2 separate regions of the Mus musculus genome follow, and region 1 is linked to region 2. Evidence: chromatin contacts called from public HiChIP or PLAC-seq data. All regions are on one chromosome and are shown on one strand. The core of a region is the stretch at or near the end of the contact, and the rest is flanking DNA. Distances in the headings are between cores, read along the strand shown. Region 1 overlaps Tfap2a (transcription factor AP-2, alpha). Region 2 holds the start of Bloc1s5 (biogenesis of lysosomal organelles complex-1, subunit 5, muted).

What was found. HiChIP or PLAC-seq counts read pairs in DNA pulled down with a chosen protein or histone mark.
Region 1: a contact with region 2 is called in an H3K27ac HiChIP or PLAC-seq map of embryonic stem cells, with 8 times the contacts expected there. The contact joins the enhancer-like site here to the promoter of Bloc1s5 in region 2. A contact is called at or near these places in 2 of 484 Hi-C or Micro-C datasets (CD4 T cells and the G1E-ER4 cell line), 3 of 115 datasets of contacts at active chromatin or transcription factors (embryonic forebrain, embryonic stem cells and large pre-B cells) and 1 of 9 other capture datasets (embryonic tail).

Annotation. Positions count from the first base shown.
Region 1 is chr13:40,715,779-40,719,645 of GRCm38.p6, forward strand. It overlaps Tfap2a (transcription factor AP-2, alpha), which reads right to left. Exons shown (of 7, transcript NM_011547.5): 6 at 3,414-3,555; 7 at 1-1,625. The coding sequence ends at 1,337. Among named protein-coding and RNA genes, the nearest start is that of Gm26688, 10 kb to the right of the region's middle. Within about 2 kb of position 1,778, at least 15 of the 459 cell types and tissues checked have an H3K27ac peak or open chromatin away from gene starts, as enhancers often do. A contact at or near this core is called in embryonic stem cells, where this site is marked.
Region 2 is chr13:38,633,471-38,636,981 of GRCm38.p6, forward strand. Bloc1s5 (biogenesis of lysosomal organelles complex-1, subunit 5, muted) reads right to left here and starts at 1,622. Exons shown (of 5, transcript NM_139063.3): 1 at 1,466-1,622. The coding sequence starts at 1,571.

The sequences.
Region 1 (3,867 bases), core at 528-3,027, 2.1 Mb after region 2:
TCCAATGTGGCCAGCGAAGACAAGGAAGCCCAGGTGGTCCCAAATGTTTAAAGATGAACAAAGAGAGGCAGAGAGAGAGAGACAGAGAAAGAGAGAGAGAAAGGCAGAGAGAGAGAGAGAGAGAGAGAGAGAAGAGAAGAGAAGAGAAGAGAAGAGAAGAGAAGAGAAGAGAAGAGAAGAGAAGAGAAATCCCTAACCCTTGGTTTAAAGACAATATTCATTTATTGCTCGAAGGATGCTTTTAAGGGAGGACAGTGAACTCAAATAAACTTTATTTTTCTCCCCATGATACCATAGAAGGATTATCAAATCACTCCAGTTTAAGAAATTTTTTTCCAATCTCCCAATATCACTGATTTTTTTCCTGTCAGTTCAATGAAAAGCTAAATGTAATACTAATTATATATAAATTTTTATTTTACCTTAAAAATGTTTTTGTTCAGCTGTTTCATTATAATCGTTTAACATGCTACCACGGGGCTAAATCCATGAATTGGAGAAAAGGGGTGGGGAGGGGGAGTCTTACCCAAACCTTGGATTTCTAAGTAAAACCACATGAAGAACTAACAGGGAGGATCCAAAGCCCACTAAACAGGAGGTAAACGAGATCACCAGATAAATAAAAAAAGGTTTAAAACAGACTCACCATATTTACAAATCCCATTAAATTACACATAAATAAATATATACAGAGACGTGAACACTGATTCCCTTATAGAATTGTGGATTGTGTCATCAGAGGAAGTTCAAGTGGGTGGTTGTACCTTGCAGAAGACAACTTCTACAACTGAAGACAGGACATAGAACTTCTGTATTTGTGTTCAAGTTTATTCACAATACTGATAAAAAATGTCATTATCCTCTTTGCCTTTTTTTTTAAAAGTATGGCTACAATCTGAAGTACGCAAGGGAAGGCGATGAGTTAGTCCCATGAAGCTCATATACTTTTTAAATTTTTTAACGTCCTTTTTAAAAAAAAAAAGTTTTAATGTTTGTTGTCGATTTGATTAAAAAAAAAAAAGGTTCACAAACGCGACAGAACTTTTCTTTGCTGGCTTCACGACCTGTTCTGTTCTCTTAGGCTCCACACGAGGGTAAAGGGGGTGTTGGTACTGATGGGGAAGTTGAGGCAAGGCGCTGAGTAGGCAGCGGCTGCCCCACTGGCAGTCGAGAGAGCAATCCGGAGGACTCCGGGGACGAAGGGCGGCGCGGCAACGCAGAGTAGCAGCAGCAGTAGGAGTGGCTGGTCCCGGAGCTGTCACCTGCCGGGTGGGGGAGGGGCGAGTGGGGGGACGCGGGCCGGTGAGGCGGGCGGGGGCGGGGCGGGAGGAGAGCCTCACTTTCTGTGTTTCTCTTCTTTGTCACTGCTTTTGGCGCTGTTGTCCGTGTGGCTGTTGGGGTTGTTGCTGAGGTACATTTTGTCCATGGCCTTGAGGGCCTCGGTGAGATAGTTCTGCAGGGCCGTAACCGCTGCACACACCGCCGGGCTGCCGAAGCCATGGGAGATGAGGTTGAAGTGGGTCAAGCAACTCTGGATGCCAGGCTCCAGGATAGGATTGGGCCGCGAGTTCCCCAGGGGAGATCGGTCCTGAGCCAGCAGGTCAGTGAACTCTTTGCAGATCTGTCTGCAGTGGAACAGAGACAGAAGTGAAAGCTCCCATCAGGCCTTAGTGGTAGTGAGAAACCATCGCTCCCTGAAGTTACCTCAGCCATCCAGCCCACCTTCCCCCACTCAGGACTCAAGGCCAGTCACTCAGAATAACAAAGCCTGTCACTTCTAAACCAACACTCCTCCCTTAAATGAATACCCTTCCTACTTCAAAAAGACCTCCCCTTCTCTCCCCACCTCCAACCCTCAGCCCTGACAAACTTCTGCCTACACCTTTCTCACAGCAAACACCCTGAACACAGGAAAGCATTTCACAGGCAAAGAAAAGTTACACCGGAAGTGAAAAACACAAGTATCCCTCTTCAGTATTCTAGAAATGCCAGGCTTGTTCTTCAAAATATCACCAGAGCCTGCTCCCCACATCCCTAAAGGAACCACAATAAAAGCTGGTGGAATGGGGTCTCCTCTCATTCACCTTCAAACCAGATGAGACTTGAATTTAGGCAGAAAGGCAAACTTTGCTTTTTCAAAACAACAGCAGGCCCCGGGGAGAGAACTCACACTTGACCACACCACACACACACACACACACACACACACACACACACACACACAAGGATCTGCCTTTGGATGCTCAGAATTTATGTAAGAATCTAGCTTGGAGGCTTATGTCTTTAACCCCAGCGCTGGATCAGAGAGATAGTGGGATCTCTCTGATTTGCTGGGCAGCCATTTTAGTCCAAATAGTGAGCTCTGGGGTCAGTGACAGACTGTCTCTAAGACTAAAGTGGGGAGCCATAGAGAGAGCTACCTCAGCACACAGGAAGTTTGTCTGGTCCTGGAAGCCAGCAGTAGCAGAGGCCTTCCTGAGGTTGCTACAGCCCATGGAGGGAGGGTGTGTGTGTGTGTGTGTGTGTGTGTGTGTGTGTGTGTGTGTGTGTGTGTATAAGCCTATCACTAGGCCAGAAACTGTCCCACACAAGGCCTCTCTCTGCCTCTTAACTCTCTGCTGCGGTGCCCTTCGGTGACACCAGCTTTTGATAATTGAGGACTTCTAAACAAGCCTTTTAATTTCCAGCAAACATATCAAGACAGTCATTTTTCTTTTCAACCTAGAGAAGTCAATTCAGCCCAGGCACTTTGGGAATATAACTTGGGCCATCTTGAAACCCTGAGATGATAGCTTGCCAGTTAACTAAAACTTACAGAGTTACATAGTATACATAGTATAGTATAACTATGTAACTCTGTCTCTGAGTCTCTCTCTCTCTCTCTCTCTCTCTCTCTCTCTCTGTGTGTGTGTGTGTGTGTGTGTGTGTGTGTGTAAGAGAGAGAGAGGATAGAAACTGGGATTAGAGGTAAGAGTAGAGCTGTTGCTGGACGGCACATTTTGTAGGCCGAGTTAGCCTCTGCCTTTCAGAACACAGTGATAGAGAGAAAACCCAGGCAAGCCTAGTTGGTAGCCCTGTGAGGATTTGATTCTGACTTTTTCTGAAGCAACACAAATCCATACTCTTTCAGTGAAACCCCCGGCTGCAAACCACACACATCCACATTCATTTAAAAGTCAACACAGAAAGAGACAGACTTTAGGAAGAACACAGAAAACACAGGGACAATCCCACTCTGGTTCCTTTGTGACACAGACTGCGCTCACTTCGACACTGGTGCCCTGATTTCAGTATTCACAGCAAAGCCGATCAACAAGAAAGGAAGATGGGGGTGGGGGGTGGGGGGAGCAGGAGCTAATTTCTGTTTCTTTTGACAGTGAACAGCCCAGACCCTGCAGAGGTAAATGCCTTACTTTGTGGCCAGGAGCATGTTTTTTCTTGCCACTTGCTCATTGGGATCGGAATGTTGTCGGTTGAGAAATTCTGCTACTGCTTTGGCAGGAAATTCAGTTTCGCACACGTACCCAAAGTCCCTGGCTAGGTGGACGGCTTCTCCTGGCAAGAGGTGGAGGAGGGAAGTGAGGGCCAGAGAACCACGGACTTGGGATCAAAGTTTCCCCTCCACACCCAACTCCCTAAACTTTCTTCACCAAAAGTTGGAAGGAACAGAAACCACTTGTTTCCTTTCTTTAGACTTTTCTTCTTCTCTGTGCGATCCAGAGAGCAAACTCAGCAGTGCCTAGCTGGCTTACAAGGCCAAGAGGGTTTGAAAATGTTAATCTCGCCCATCCCCACCCCCACCCCCATCCCCGACTGCAGTTTCCTCGACTTCTGTTTGAAAATGGCTGCCCTGTTCCACCCTCACAC
Region 2 (3,511 bases), core at 372-2,871:
CAGTACTGCTTCAAAATTTAAAACTTCCGCCTCAAAGACACAATCAACAGAATGATAGGCAACCAGGCAAGTGAGAAAAATGCCTGCAAACACCTGCTATGGGTACTGAGGAGACAGATGTGTGTGTGTGTGTGTGTGTGTATGTGTGTGTGTGTGTGTGTGTGTGTGTGTGTGTGTGCGCGTGTGTATCAGCATTAATGGTATAGCGGCCAGCAAAGTTGCCTTTCAAGAATATATCAAGAACTATAACTCAATAACAGAATCTACTTACACGAGCAAAGGACTTAAATGGATATTAGATGACTACCTAAAAAATGGGTAGTCAGTTAAGCACATTAACCAAATATTAGAGGAAATGAAAATCACAACAGGGAGTGTCATCTCACACGCATTAGAATAACTAGTACCAAAGACAAGAGTTGGTGATGACAGGTGACTAGAAAATGGTATAGCAAATACAGAACATGCCAACTCCTCAAAAAGTTTAAAGAATAATCAAATGACCCAAAAATCCACTACTGGAGATACAGTCCCAAGAACTGAACACAGGACCTCCGAAGGATGTCTATATATTCATATTCAAAACAGCCTTATTTCCGAGAGTGGAGCTGTCCAAGTCCTCAGAGGCACTGGACCAGTCAAATTCACAGTGGCATGAGGAGTTATGGTTTAATGCATACAAAGTTTTGCAAGATGAAAAACATTTGCGGATGGAGTCATGGTGGCCCAACAACAGCCATACAACGACTAATCTTCACTGAGATTGCACAGAGAAAGAATTCTAACTTAGTCTTAACACACACACACAATACTACTGGATCCCAAATTAAACCTAAGAAACAATGTGAAACACAGTTTAAACAGTCGCAGCCAGCTCAGCTGGGGCCGCCCACAGATCTGGTAAGAGTAAAATGGGAACCGCACAGATGGTAAGCCACCACTCTCCAGGCAGTGTAGGACTGTAGCCCAAAGTTGGTGGAATAGGCGGGTTGAGCAGGGAGTTGAGGGAAGCAGTGGAAACTGCAATTGGAGGCTTCTTCGCGGTTAACGGGGACTTCTGAGGTTTAGGAATTAAAGCTAGTTGTTATTGTAATAATTTAGGTCGAAATCTACTAAGGCTGAAAGGGGACAGCTCAGACCGGTACACTGTATGGTACTGAGCGCTGTGTTTCAGGACGTTTTCCCAAGTGTTCTTCCTGGCATGACCCCCAAGGCGCAGAGGACAGAGGACGAGAGGGTGAAGGACCGAAGTCACCCTACTACGTGTGGGGCTCCAACTAGTTCCCATTCTCCGCTTGTGCGCCCTTCGCCCATTGCACGTAACTGGGTCCTGCGAGCTGGGACCTTTCGTCTCGAGGCGGGCCAGGCAGCTGAGGGCTACAGGGGAGCCGGGGAGCACCAGGAGGGGCGGTCCCCAGCACGCTGCCCCCACCCCGCACGGAGGACCACGCCCTCCACTCCGTACCCTTGATAATGAGGTGCGCCGCACCCGGAGTCCCCAGTGAGTCCCGCTTCTTGCCGCCCTGGGCGGCGTCGCACGCTACAGGGGTCTCGGTGCCTCCGCCACTCATCCCGACCAGTTCCGCCCACCCGCGGCGTCCACGGCGCAGGCACGGACCTTTAGGGAGAGAGACGCTCTGGTGTTACGTCATCACAGGGCGTCGGAGTCGTTGGGTTCGGGGAAGGCGCCGGGAGTGTAGCCGATGCGGCCATGCTGGATGAGGGCAGATGATCTGCGTATGGGAGGTGTTTGAAAATTACTTGTTTCTCGGTTATCCCATCCTACGCCGGTAGGAACTAAACTCACTATGGTTGGAGCAAGGCGCGGCGAGCAGAAGAATAACAGTAGTAGTATATACATAGTTTCTACATTGTTACTGGCCACCACTATTTTATAAAGCATTTTGACATGTATTGTCACCTTAGGGTCATCATAGCAACCTGAGGAGACAGATCATAATTTTTTTAACAAATAAAGCAACACGGTTAGAGGTTAAGAAACTCGTTTTTGTTTTGTTTAGGTTTTTTGTTGTTGCTTGGTTGGGTGTTTGAGATGGTCTCCCTAAATTAGACTAATAAGTGCTGACATTTGATATATTCCATAATGTTCATTTTCTCAACAAATTGTCATGCTTCAAAGAGAGCAATGCACGGCCTCCCAGTGGTTTTTACCTCCTCATCATCCAGGGGTTCTTCCTTAGGACTCAGCTGTGACCGCTTCCTCCGCTACTCTCTTCTGAACAATGAACAATGTCATCCTAAAGGGTCTTAGTCCAGTCTGAAGGAGGAACGTAAAGCGACATAAACGGCAGGAAGAGGAATCGTTCCATACCTGTGGATACTAGCTGTTGAGGGGATCAGGAAAGACTTCCCAGAAAAGACCAGTGTTTGTCTCCAGTCTTGAAGTGAGACATGGAGAGAATAACTAGGTGAAGCAGGAATTGGGGGATTATCGCAGAAGAAATGGTAAACCCCCAAAGGAGGACAAATAAAAAATTTAATTTCCTAGCTTTTTAATCAATATGTAGAAATCATAGTTTTCAAAGACATTTGTTATTCTCCTCACTTCCAAGAAATTTCATATTCATTTTTCTGCATTGTAGAAAAAAATTTCTTTCCCTTTGCATAATTTCCTTTATGACTGTGCACCATGAAGACTCACTACAATATGTGAAATTGAATGCTTTTCTTACATTAATGTGGCTGTTTGTTTTTTTTTTTAAATGTTGATTCTGGATTTCACCTCTGAAATTTGCCAACTCTGTGTTGTGATAAAGAAATTCTAGTTGCCATAATTAACACTTTGGAAATAGAATTGGGTCTTCAGATAGTTTCCAATAAAGCGTCAGCGAAGGCAAAGAAGCCGGAACCTGAGCTCTCTGGATCCCAGCATTCCTGCCCTCCGGCAAGGACATTCTTGGAAGCACGGCTTGGGAATTCCTGCTCTATTTCACCAGTTTCTACTTCCTGTTCTCACCAATACATTGTTACTTCTGGAATAGCAACAAGAAGACAAGGCCAGTACTCAGTACCGATTTGCAGTTACGGCTGACTTATGATACCTGTCATCAACAATGTGACATTTAAAAAATACTTTCTATGACTGAATCTGCGAACACAGACTCGAACAAGGGCTGACTTAGGAAAATCTCCATTTTCAGATGAAGAGACCTAAGGTCAGAAGGGCCACAGCAGTTCCTGCCTTCTCAGTAGAGACATGCCACATGATGGATTGTGAGGATTAATGTCATGTTTTAAGTTTAAATTACTGTGCTTAAAACATTAGAATTATAAAACAAAAAGGCCTGTAAGCCTCCCTTGCCCAAGGAATAACTTCCAGAAATAACTTCCTGGAATCCTTGGGGCTGTTATCCATGTAAGATAACAAATCACGTTTTGCTTCTTCCAACAAGCCTAATTACCCAAACTGCACAGGCTATGCTTGATCACACATAGGTGGGAGGTGTATAGACAGTAAGTCCGTCAGAATAGATGTTTGCTCCTAACCGTA